Linked DNA regions of Mus musculus: region 1 is linked to region 2. The links are chromatin contacts, called in public HiChIP or PLAC-seq maps. All regions are on one chromosome and are shown on one strand. Each heading gives the region's core, a stretch centred on a gene start, on an enhancer-like site or on the middle of the called end of the contact. The rest is flanking DNA. Distances are from core to core; before and after follow the strand shown.

Evidence for each region. HiChIP or PLAC-seq counts read pairs in DNA pulled down with a chosen protein or histone mark.
Region 1: an H3K4me3 HiChIP or PLAC-seq map of embryonic stem cells shows a contact between it and region 2, with 3 times the contacts expected there. The contact joins the promoter of Fermt1 here to the promoter of Chgb in region 2. A contact is called at or near these places in 3 of 39 promoter capture datasets (cranial neural crest, liver and stem cell-derived epiblast-like cells) and 1 of 115 datasets of contacts at active chromatin or transcription factors (embryonic stem cells).

Annotation. Positions count from the first base shown.
Region 1 is chr2:132,943,740-132,950,422 of GRCm38.p6, reverse strand. It overlaps Fermt1 (fermitin family member 1), which reads left to right and starts at 4,387. Exons shown (of 15, transcript NM_198029.2): 1 at 4,387-5,100. Gm14102 (a long non-coding RNA gene) reads right to left here and starts at 4,671. Exons shown (of 3, transcript XR_001783483.1): 1 at 4,616-4,671.
Region 2 is chr2:132,778,993-132,785,516 of GRCm38.p6, reverse strand. It overlaps Chgb (chromogranin B), which reads right to left and starts at 3,875. Exons shown (of 5, transcript NM_007694.5): 1 at 3,735-3,875. The coding sequence starts at 3,783.

The DNA.
Region 1 (6,683 bases), core at 3,138-5,637, 160 kb before region 2:
GAAGCTCAGATTGAGTAAAAATGATGTGAATCTGGGTTCTTTCCAGCTTCTGGCTATTATAAATAAGGCTGCTATGAACATAGTGGAGCATGTGTCCTTATTACAAGTTGGAACATCTTCTGGGTATATGCCAAGGAGAGGGAATTGCTGGATCCTCCGGTAGTACTATGTCCAATTTTCTGAGGAACCGCCAGACTGATTTCCAGAGTGGTTGTACAAGCTTGCAATCCCACCAACAATGGAGAAGTGTTCCTCTTTCTCCACATCCTCACCAGCATCTGCTGTCACCTGAATTTTTGATCTTAGCCATTCTGGCTGGTGTGAGGTGGAATCTCAGGGTTGTCTTGATTTGCATTTCCCTGATGATTAAGAATGTTGAACATTTTTTTCAGGTGCTTCTCAGGCATTCAATATTCCTCAGTTGAGAATTCTTTGTTTAGCTCTGTACCCCATTTTTAATAGCGTTATTTGATTTTCTGGAGCCCACCTTCTTGAGTTCTTTATATATATTGGATATTAGTCTCTTATCTGATTTAGGATTGATAAAAATCCTTTCCCAATCTGTTAGTGGTTTTTGCCTTACAGAAGTTTTGCAATTTTATGAGGTTCCATTTGTCGATTCTCGGTCTTACAGCATAAGCCATTGGTGTTCTGTTCGGGAATTTTTCCCCTGTGCCCATATCTTCGAGGCTTTTTCCCACTTTCTCCTCTATAAGTTTCAGGAATGGATACAAAAAATGTCATACATTTACACAATGGAGTACTACTCAGCAATTAAAAACAATGAATTCATAACATTCTTAGGCAAACGGATAGATCTGGAGGATTTCATCCTGAGTGAGGTAACCCAATCACAAAAGAACACACATGATATACACTTATTGATAAGTGGATATTAGCCCAGAAACTTAGGATATCCAAGATACAATTTGCAAAACACTTGAAACCCAAGAAGAAGGAAGACCAAAGTGTGGACACGTTGCTCCTTCTTAGAATGGGGAACAAAATACCCATGGAAGGAGTTACAGAGACAAAGATCAGAGCTGAGACAGAAGGTAGGACCATCCAGAGACTGCCCTACCCAGGGATCCATCCCATATACAACCACCAAACCCAGACACTATTGCATATGCCAGAAAGATTTTGCTGACAGGACCCTGATATAGCTCTCTCTTGTGAGGCAATGCCAGTGCCTGGCAAATACAGAAGTGGGTGCTCACAATCATCTATTGGATGGAACACAGGGCCCCTAGTGAAGGAGCTAGAGAAAGTACCCAAGGAGCTAAAGGCGTCTGCAACCCTATAGGAGGAACAACAATATAAACTAACCAGTACCGCCTGAGCTCGTGTCTCTAGCTGCATATGTAGCAGAAGGTTGGCCTAATCGGCCATCACTGGGAGGAGAGGCCCTTGGTCTTGCAAAGATTATATGCCCCAATACAGGTAAATGCCAGGGCCAGGAAGCGGGAGTGGGTGGGTTGGGGAGGAGGGCGGGGGTGGGGTATAGGGGGCTTTAGAGATAGCATTTGAAATGTAAATGAAGAAAATGTCTAATAAAAATTTTAAAATAAAAAAAAACATGATGTGAATCATTTGAGTGATGAGCCCTGGGAGGTACATTTATGTCCCGCCCTGCTCCAGGTATCAGGAAACATCAGAAAGGGTATAAAAAGAATGTAAGACTGGGCTGTGCAGAAAAATGCTATAAAACGCCATCTTCTGCATATGGCATAGCCATGCAGCTCATGAACTCACCGCAGCTGTGATTACATGTGTGCACACAGCAACCCTGGTTAAACTCAGCATGTCGCCAGAGAGAGGGGGGGAGAGGGAGAGAGAAAGAGGGAGGGAGGAGGAGGGGAGGGGAAAGAGGAGGGAGAGAGAGGAGCTTGCCAGGAAGAAGGGGAGGGGGGTCTGATAGAAGTTGAGCCGGTGATAGGAGAGGTAACTATGACCAGAACACGTTACACACATGGTGAAGTTGTTGAAGACCAGTAAGGAAATGAGTCATCTTCTTTCTGAAGCCAATTCTCGAGCCACGCCTCCACTGTATACACCTGGCAGAATTAGACCTCTCTAGTTCCTATTCCTCCACACTACATGTAAAATTTGACGATAAGTCACTGTGTGTTTTCCTTTTGTGTTACCTCGTCTAGGTCCACATCTAGCTAACACCATGACTAAGGGAATAAATAGGCAGATTAAGTTCACCGCTGATTAATATGCATTAATTAATTAAATAAAAGACTCAGTATTGATTCTGCTTGTGTTTTAAAGAGAAAAAGAGGGTAGGTGTGTATATGTGTGTAGGTGGGTGGGTGGGGGTTATAAAGGATGTGTGTGTGTGTGTACCTGAGTATGGGTGTGTGGATATGTGTACATGGGCATAGGTATGTTTGTATATATGTGGGTGTGTGTATGTGTACATGGGTGTGTGGAAGGGTGTGAAATGTTAAAGTCTAGAATGCACTTTCTAATCCATCTTGTACTCATGATCTCTACCCATTTCAGAAAACTTAAAATAACCAAGTGATAAGTAAAATTTTATATCACAAGTCTAGGATACATGTTATGGAAGAAAATCACAAATATATTTAACCAAACAAGACAGACACAGAATAATACATATATTATATTCTGTTTAAATGAACTGCAATAACTGCAAAACCCTTCTGAGAATGGTGGCTGGTTTTTGTTTTTGTTTTTGTTTTGTTTTTGTAATCATGGTTGAAAACTCAAGGTTCAGATGCAATAAGCATTGCTTTAAGATTGGGAGCCGGAACATATTCCCTTGTTGCTGGGGACAGCAGCCAGCCAGCCACCCTCTCATGAGGGAGGAAAAAAACCACTATTCTCTGGTAAACCTTGCTACCAACCATATTTGAAGACTGAGTATTAAATTCATTTCTACTTCAAGATTCTGTCAACTTACAATGAGCTTTTGGAGATGTGATCCTATCAAAGTCGAGGAGCATCTGTATAAATTTTTAAAATAACAGCAAGGAGGACACCTAAAAGTTGCTGAATTCTTTAGTGCAATCCAAAGGGATTCTTTAATACAATTTTCTTTAGTATAGGTTTATTGCAATTTTCGGTGGGATGGGAAACCTGCACAGGTAGTAAAAGAGCCATTAATCTTCTAAGGTCACACTGCAGACCTTGAACCTGTACAGGCTCAGGTCTGATTGCCCAGGAGCAGAGTTCTCAGAAAGCAGGTCAGGAAAGGAATGCCGGCTGCCCAAAGTCAAAGCAGATTGACCTGGGAAAAGCAGAGTCAGGTGACAGCCCCATCCCTATGGCTAACTGTACTAAGAAACTTCCTCTGTTTTAGTTAGGGCCACGGTTGCTGTGATGAAACACCATTATCAAAAGCAAGTTGGGGAGGAAAGGGGTTATTTTGCTTACACTTCCATATCTACGTTCATAATCGGAGAACGTCAGGTCAGGAACACTACATTACCTCCCAGCACCTCACCTGGCCACTACCCCAACACTCCATCCTATCACCCCACCCCCACTCTTGGGCAGAAACCTAAAGCAGGGAGGCTCATCCTGTCTTCTTGTAGAACCCGGGACTATTAGCCCCGGGGTGGCCCCACACACAACGGGCTGGGGTGTCCCACATCAATCACTACTTAAGGAAATGCTCTACAGGTTTGCCTACAGCCAGATCTTACAGAGGCAATCTCATTAACGTCACCTCCTCCGATGACTCTAGCTTGCTGTCAAATTGACATAAAACTGGCAGTATTTACCCTAAATTCTTAATGATTTTATTAGTAAAATTTCTTCTGTGCATGCCGAGGAAGGAACTCAGGGACAGGTGCTCTGCCACGGAACCTAGCCCTCTGCCCTTAAGACCCTGCAATTGTTAATAAAGTTCAAATGATGTCTATTTATTTAGGGATTGGGGCTAGAATGTAGAGTGGTGTGTGTCCTGGAAAGCTCTATACCACCGAACTTTTAATTCAAATGTAAAATACTTGCAAGCCAAAACAGTTCCTAAATATTGTGATGTTCGAATAACAACAACAACAACAACAAAGATTTGGCTATAAATTTCGGGATATTTTCGATTTAAGAAGTTAACGGCAGAGTCACCTCATTGGTACACATACTGCGTACCATTGATGCGGCATGATGCATAAAGTTTCCCAAGGAGCGGCTGCCACCCAGCCTTCTACTTATTTCCAGTTAAAGAACTATTGTTTTCTTAACCACCGTATCCCCAGGGCCCTGCCCCAGGCCTGGCACAGTAAGCTTTCAACCTAATGTACGCTGTACAGGGGGAGGGGGGGAATTACCCAAAGTCTCCCACACTTCCTGGGCGGGCAGCTGTCTGGAGAATCTAACAGGAAAATAACAGATGACTGCCTGCGGTGAGCCACTCTAGGAGTGGTCCAGCCTTTGGCTTGGAGCTCAGTCTGATCAGAGGGGGCTTCCTCCTGCCAGACCTCACCTTTTTTGGAGGACTGACATCACCCTTTTACTCAGAGGTGAATCGCCTCTGTGCATGCCACCTGTCTGGTCAGGCTTGCTCCAGAACTCTGCATAGATAGACAGTTGCAGACAGGAAGGGATTCTCCCTGGCCCCGGGTATCAGTGACGAATTTACCTAAGAGGCAGAGAAAAAGGCTGGGCCTTGGGTCCTGGGCCAGTACCAGGGCTTCAGGGTACCCAGAACGTTGGCGGCGTCCAGGAAAGGCCATACAAAAGTGGAGGCGGGAGGGGAGGAGTGTGTTCCAGGCTGCTTGGCTCCTGTCTGGAGCAGCCCTGCGGCTCCCTTCAACCCTTATTGTATCTGCAGCCTTCTCCTACTCGGAGCGAGAGCAAGACCTAGCAGGCTGGGCTGGACGTGCCCCCACCTGCCCGCCGCGCTAGCCTGCGCCGCCAAGCTGTGGCCCCGGGACTCGGACCGTGCTTGGGTGCTGGGAGGAGGACTCCAGCAGCTCTACTGGCTGTCGCGAGGTCCCCGCAACATCACTGGACCCGCTGTACCTTGGTGCGGTCCCGCGAGACCCCTGCTCGCCCAAGGCGGCCTCTGGGGACGCAGCTGTCCACGTGCGAGCTGCAGACTGGACGCGGCAGGCTCCATAGCAGGTGAGCTCTCCCGCTGAGGATTGGGATTAGCCAGGCTGGAACTCTCACCGCGAAGACTTGGGACCTCTGCCCCCTTCTTTTCTGCAGCTCTGTGCAGTTAAACGGTTGTTGAATTGAAATAATTTTGTCTGGAGGTGATCACCTCGGGCCCAGGAATCTGATCGTGCACAGGAACGCTTTCGGTCGGCGCGGGCTGCTTTCATTAATGGGCAAAGGACAGGTGACTGGGCACCTAGAACCCTGCGACACCCTGCCAAACCGAGCGTCCGTGTTATATTCCGGACTTTTTTTTCTTTTTTCTTCCCCGCATTCTCTTTGAACCGGGGCGGAGCGACCTTCACCAGGGAAGGTAAATCCAAGGTGCCTTGTTGCCTCCTATTTCGGTCTCCATGGGTGAGCTTCCACCCAGCTGAAGTTTGCTCCACAAGTAACAACTTGTTGTTGAGGATGAGAACCTCAGGCCAAACTGAAGGCGCAGAGAGATAGGAAAGGAATGTGGGAAAACCAGCTCGTCTTCATTTTAGGAGGAATTTTCGTTGTAAGGGATCTGTCCATTTTCTATACAAATGGGTTAATCACTCCAATCAGGAAAACTAAGGACCCTGTGTCCTTTGTTTTAAAATTGACCCTGAAGGCCCAGAAAAATGAGCAAAACTAAATCATCTTTTTTAAAAAAATAAAGTTAGCTTTTTATGTGCAAAACATTATTTGAAACTCAGCCTCAAAAAAAAAAAAAAAGAAAGAAAGAAAGAAAAGAAAAGAAAAGAAAAGAAAAGAAAAGAAAAGAAAAGAAAAGAAGAGAGAAAAGAAATAGCATTTTGGACATTGCAAGGCTCTTCCGTGTCGAGTTGGCCCTGAAGAGGCTGTTTTTATTGTCTCTTCACTGCTGATCTGTTTGTAGAAATGATAGGTGTTGTTAAAAAGCTAGAATTCATTCGCGTGTTAAGAGTTTTCTCTTCTGTTGTTGCAAAATCACCAAGGACGTTTCTCAGAGTGATGTAAGTTTAGAGTAAGGGGGATGATTCCTGTTTGGGTCCCCCCACCGAACTTGATATGATTTGCCGTGAGGTATCCTACCTTCCCTCAACCCCAGTTTCCTCGTTTTAAAATGGGTGTTGGTGAGAGTGAAGGAGCTAATGCGCCATACAGAAATGCTGCAGGCTGATGAGGAGAGCAAGCATTCTGGCCAGTTCAATCAGTAACCGAAATCGGTCGTTCGGTCCTCCGGAGGACCTCTGTGTTGAAAGCCCCCCCCCCCCCCTGCATCCTTGCACTCGGGATACCTCTGGTTATAAAGCACTCCTGAGCTCTTGAATTTGATTCAAACACCTTAAATCTGTCCTGACCACGTTCAGATGTGCAGTAGTCGATCTTTGGATTTATGGTAGTCAATGTAGCTCACGCGTTTTTTGAAATTCACTTAGGGTTTACAGGTCTGTGAGGAACACGTGGTGGCGCAACATTGGTGGTTTAATCATCCATTGTTATGAAGGCAGTGCCCCTCATACACCATTACCACCCCAGCTTCAGATGAGTCTGCTAAATTGACGCAGACCCTGCCTCTACTTTTTCATCTGCCTGTT
Region 2 (6,524 bases), core at 2,626-5,125:
TTTTTTTTAATGGAAGCAGAATCAGGTGCCCTCTGCAGTTCTTTCCCTCTGTCTATACCAAGTGGTTATAGATCTGTGGCTCTCTCTACTACTCCAGTTCCCAAGAAAATCTCCTCCCTTATAAAAAAACCACGGGTACTAAAAGTCAGGTGTGGTGGTGCACATCTTTAATCACAGCACTCAGAAGGCAGAAGCAGGGGTGTGAGTGAATTCGAGACCAGCTTTGTCTCCCTGACTTCCAGGACTGCATAGAGAGACCCTATCTCAAAAACAAACAAACAACAACTGCAACAACTAACAAAGAAAAGCAAAAAACCTCCAAAACACAAAAATAACAACAACAAAACTCTCAACAATAACAACTACCAAACCCATGGATATTAGATCATTACTCACACAAGACCTTTGCTTACATGATCTGCTTTCACTGTGATGGTTTTATGAGTTGTTTACAATTGTATAAACACCTAGAAGTATCAAGTTCTCCAGCACATTGTTACGGTCAGGATATCCAAGATGGCATTTAACAACTGGTATATGACAGTATGTTTCAAAGGAAAAATTAATGCTCAAGATTTTATGAGACTCTGTCCCTGCCTTAATCAGCATTTGGAGTGTCTTTGTTGGTCAGAAAATAACCTGGTGACCAGCATTTGCCGGTGCCACATCTTCCTTCTCCCAATGATTGCTGCTTTTGTTATTTTACCTTTCGCTTTCCCTTTGTTTAATCCTTTCTGCTAGAGAAGCTCAAAGCCTTTACAAACACTCTTATCTCTACAAACAATCATTATGCTAGGAAAAAAAAAAACTTAAAGAGGAGCGATTCCCTTGGTCCCCAGAATAGAAGACCTAGCTGGGGCAAGAGCAAAATTCTCGAGCATCAGACACTAAAGCTACTCAAAAGCTATTTATTTATAACGAGCACCCTAACCTTCCTTCCAAACCAAGCCTGTTCAAACACCTACTCACCCTACCTAACCCACTGCCTGTCAACCCAGAGGAAAAAAATACATGCGACTTGGAGCGAATGTCTCTCATTTGCTTACTTTACTAAACATCTACCCCAATTGTTTTCAGGGTCCCACTGTTACCCAGGTTTATTAGGGTCACTTAAAAATGTTTAAAAAGTGCTTGATAAGCTATGAAGAAAGACTCCGGTTCTTCCTCAGAGACAGGTCAAACAAAACCTGACTGGCCAACGGGGTTCTTATGCCTGGCTCTGGAGGTTCTGTGGTTTTTCCTTTTCTTTAGTGCTGCAGACTGAGCCCAGATCCTCACACATGGCAGGTGATCACTCCCTGACCGAGCCCCGGCCTAGGGCCAGTCTTTCATGGTCCAATGTCTGCTATTTTGAGAACACGCTCACTTTGGCGAGTCTCTTTTTCCACCTCAAATCTGTGAAATCCTCTGGAAAGAATAACTATGGAAGAATTACTCCCATAATGACTGAGAAGTCACCCTTTCCAAGTTCAACTTTCCAGACCTTCTGTAGCAGTGCAGATCCACATATATAGTTCTGCCTGTTGTTCTTTCCCAATATAAACTGGGTACTTTAACTACCCAGACTGCCAAACTATTAACCCTTGTCAGAGTTGATGGACAAGGGATGTCTCATTGTCCTAGACAATTAGCAGTTTACAAATTACTAGTATAGAGCATCCTCGTTTTCCCAAGGGAGACTCCTCAGACTCTTCTTAATCGAAAGGAACTAGGGTTTGCTTATGGAGCTGCGTTGTGAGCCTTGGTGAGAGTGCTAAGTAATATGTATTTCTTCCAATAGAATCTGTGAGAGCAAAGAAATGACTAAAGATGTATTAGGTACCCAAAACTGGTTTAGCTTATTTCTGTAGCAAATAAGAAATACATTTAATGCTTATGGAAAAGTAAAATAATCAAATGACAAAAAAAAATCAAATAGCAAATCTGAGAATAGCTCTTGAAGCATCAGCATCCATAAGACTATGAAGGTTTGATTCATGTGAAAATCACAGCTGCAAAGTAGGCTCAGCATGTTCTTTTGCTGGTAAACCATGGGCACCCCAAATTCCACCAAACTTGCGAGTCAAACAGGATCTGCATAGCAAAAATACCTTTATCTTTTATGTGATATGGATATGGATTTGGTTTATTCATATTAATTTTTAAGGTGCACAGTACTTACACAGACAGTTGTGGATCTCCTTCAAGAAGCTCGAAATGGTAGAAAATTAACCAGATGACTTCCTGGGGTCTCAACCATGATTTTACTAAGTAACAAACTACTGGAATCCCCTCATTGCCAGATTTGGGGAGGTGGAAATGAGGAGGTGAGTGCTAAGATACATGGTGTGTTTCTGGGGTGATGACCATGCCCTAAAATTGGTAGTGGAGATGGTTATAGTCAAAGTGAAGCAGTAGGCTGCACGATGAGTGAGTAGTTGCCTAAAACAGAAGAGATTTGCATAGCTTCGGTATTTTACTACTAAATATTCCTTCATAAGAGGTATGAAATGTTTAACCACCACCAAAAAGTTTAATTAACCAGTTAAACGATTTACAAAAGGCTTACTGTTTTGTAATCTAGAACAGAATGTACATTGTGTACAATGTATCATTGTGTCCTGTTCAGCAATATCTTTCCGAAATACTTTGGACTTGAAAATTTCTAAGTTGTTCAGTTTGTTTCCTTTTATCAAATTAAGAATATGATATTTATAAAAAATAGTTATTTATAAAAATGATTTTTAAAAATAAGAACATTATGAATGCAATAACATAAATTACCATTGGCTTTCATTTTGTCAAACATTGGATGAGAGATTCCTGTCAATCAAAGGCATATATATATATATATTATATATATATATATACATCTATATATTTCATATAGACATATGGATATCTCAATTCTAGTTAGAAATCTCAGTCTCAGAACAAAACACTTTTCCGAGGACATTCACAGAGACAAAGAGCTGCTAGTGTAATTTGGTGTTATACTTATTTTTCAGTCTCCCAACACAAACACATCTTTCAGGCTATTGGAGACCATTGAGTAAATTTAGAGTAGTTTGAGACTTAGCAACGCACTCATCCACACACAACCGTCAAATATTAACTACTTCTGCTTTCATTCTTCAAAATTGACTAAAACATTTATTTTGCTACTCCAAAGATAATTTCATGGGTGTAACACAGTCTTGTTATTTTTATTTCTGGAGCACAAAAGGAAAGAAATATCTAGTACAGCTTCCATTCATAAATTAACATGTGAATTACCTCTCTTTAGAAACATAAATACAAAGTGTAAATATGTTAACCCTGTAAACAGACACACGAAGACCTGCACACACATATATGACACGCTGAGGGAAATGCCTTAAATGCACTCAGATTTAGTTCTAACTCAGTGCCTTTATAATAATAGAGGAAACTCTGCAGGGGCCAACTGCGTGCATTCCCACCCCTCTGCGGTCACGGGGCTGTGAAAAGTCACACGGAGAGTCAGGCTACAAAGGCTCTCTCTAGCTCTGTATAGAGCCTGACATCTCTGCAGAGAACACAGAATGCGGCTTTGCTTCCAAGGGCTGCACAGCCCCGGCGGGGAAAGGAGGAAAAAGCTGGACAGCTCTTGCTTCTCCTACTCAAAGCCAGGCCAGGCAAGGCAAGGGATACAGGGAAGAGGAGAGGCGAGATAGAGGGTGAAACCCAGTGCCGCCAGCTCTAGGAGCTGTCCGGGGTGCTGAAATCCCACTCACCGGCCAGAGCCGCTGCGCCCAGGAGGCCGAGGAGCATAGCCGGCTGCATGGTGCCTCTCGCCAGCTGAGTGTAGGAGGAGCTCGGCGGGTGCGGGCTCCGCAGAGCAGCTGTGGCGCGGTGGGCGCAGGCCTGGCTCTTATGAAGGGCAGGCGGGGTGCAGTACCCGGGGGCGAGCGGCGGGCGGGGGCGCCCCTCGCTCAGCCCTGACGTCACGGAGCAGCCCCGAGGCGGCGCCAGCGGGCGGAAGCACAGCCAGTGTGTGCGGCCTTGCGCAGGGTCCCAGCAGGCACGGGCAGGGATGCGGGGACGCCAGGTGCTGTAGATCTCAGGCAAGAAGGGACAAGGGTCCGGCTCATATTGTCGCGCCTGCGCTCCAGCTCCTCCGCGCACACCTCCGATGCTGCAGTTTGGGGTTGTGGGATACTTGTGATTCTGAAGTGTGTAAATGACGGGGGTCAGCTTTCTGTATCCTCTGCCAAGCTGAAGAAAATCCTTGCTTGGAATAAATACACAGGCGGTTCTTAGACCTTAACAAGAGAGTAATGGCTGTAAACCTCAGTGTGCAACCATGAATGTGTAACCTGCTCTTGGTTGAGATGTTTGGTCAGTGTCTGTGTATCCCATCTATGGCACTTCTGTCTTCTGTTTATGGAATCTCCTACCCGACGTACTTATTCAGATGAACTTAAAAAATCAAACAGGCCAAAGGATACACTTCAAAATTCTCTCTCTCTTTTAACCTCAATTTTTTCCAAGTTCAGTTTTTTCTGTAACTACTTTCTGTGGCTTAGGCCTATTTTAGTTTGGAGCACACATAATTGGTGCTTTTCCTTTCGCTCTCCCCACCCCTCTCCCTCCCCCTCCCTTCCATTCCCATCTCCCTCTCCCTCCTCTCCCCTTCCCTCCTCGCCCCCTTCCTCTCCCCCTCTTTCTCTTGATTGGTCACTTACCCAGCTCTTCTGATAGACATTTATTTAAGCTGTCACCCTTTGGCCCTTAGTTACTCTTTTACAACAGGAGCATAGCTTGGGGTGAGGTAAGGAGTACATCCTTGAAAACCTGTTCTTCTTTGCTTGCTTTTAAATAGAGATAGAAACGCATTTTAAATTATGTGCGCAATGGAGATGATAGCATCTTCCAGGTTATTTTCAACATGGATTCTGTTAGCCTGATAAGGAATTGGGGGAAAAGCGCCAGGCAATCGTCCTGCCCAGAAGAGACACAATCTGCTCTGATAACAGATTTCGAGGACCAGTGAAACCTGACGTGAGATCTTTTTGGTCAGGTGATAAAAGTTTTCAGTTCCTTTTCCTGAAAAGAGTGAGGCTCAAATTCTCTTTGCACATGCTGAGAACATAGAAAGATGCCTCTCCCTGGAAGGTTATTTACCCAAACTGCAGCCTCAGAGCATATGTTTTTAATTTTTCATTTATGTTTTTCTACATTGCTGGAGAGAACACAGAGCCACGGGCATACCAGGAAAGCACTCTACCAGTCTCCTATATCATCAACCCCAGTCTTAAAAATGATAGTTCTGCGACAACTGGTAAAATTTGAAAAGGCATGTAGATTACATCCCTCTCTGGGAACTGCACACATGTGTAGGCAAAACACCCATCCACATAAAAGGAAATACATCTTTTCAAGTTTTAAAAAGAAGAAAGCAAAATATGAAAATGAACAAAGCCTATTGTCAGAGAAGGACTGGAAACTCTTGCCCACCTGGGCTACATATAACAAGCAGAGAATGTGTGAGAAGACACAGGATATTACACCAGAGAGGCCAGTGCTTTGTAAGCGACCTGCAAAGACTCACAGGCCTTATGGCCCAGTTCTTTTTGACTGGCTGCTCTCCTTAGTTCACTACCCTATTCCCATTTTCAGTAGTGACTCCTTTATAAACGTATTTAATTATGTATTCATTGAGATAGGGTCTCACTGTGTAGACCAGGCTGGCCTGGACTCACAGAAATCCACCTGCCTCTGCCTTCTGAGTTCTAGTTCTGCTTTTAGCCATGCATCACACTTCAATGAGTCACCCTGTGTTTGTTCCCCCAACCCCCACCACTATAATCTGTGCTTGTAACTGTGCTGGCATGTCTTTGCTGATTTCAGGGAGAGGTCCTTGGATAGTCAAAAAATGTCATTGTTTTTAGAAATGCATATTGAGGTTTCTAGTCTCAAAATTTGTGAGAAAGTATAAGGAAAAGAGAAAAAAGGAATCACTTTCATATCTTAAAAATTAATATACATACACATACACACACACACACACACATGCATACAATTGGTTTTTCCAGACAGGATTTCACTATGTACTCCTTGGTGTCCTGGAACTCTAACTCTCTCTCTTTCTCTCTCTTTCTCTCTCTTTCTCTTTCTCTCTCTCTCTCTCTCTCTCTCTCTCTCTCTCTCTCTCTCTCTCTCTCTCTCTGTAAAACAAGATGGCTACAAACTCACAGAGATACTTCTGGGTGCTGGAATCTAAGGTGTGTGCCATCACTACCACCTGGCTTGATTTTCTTTTTTAATTTAAAGATGGGGCTTTATTGTGTGTAGCCCTGACTAGCCTGAGACTATGTAAACCAGGGCAATCTAAAACCCACAGAGATCCTCCTGCCTCTGCCTCCTGAGTACTGGTGTTAAAGATGTGCACCACTATGCCTGGCTAAGTAAAGAAAAAATATATATAAACATTTGGGCAATTATGATGAACTGTATACTAAAATAGCATACCATTTTTGCATTTTTCTAAAGTCTGAAATTCTTTTAAAAAATCAAAAATGAAT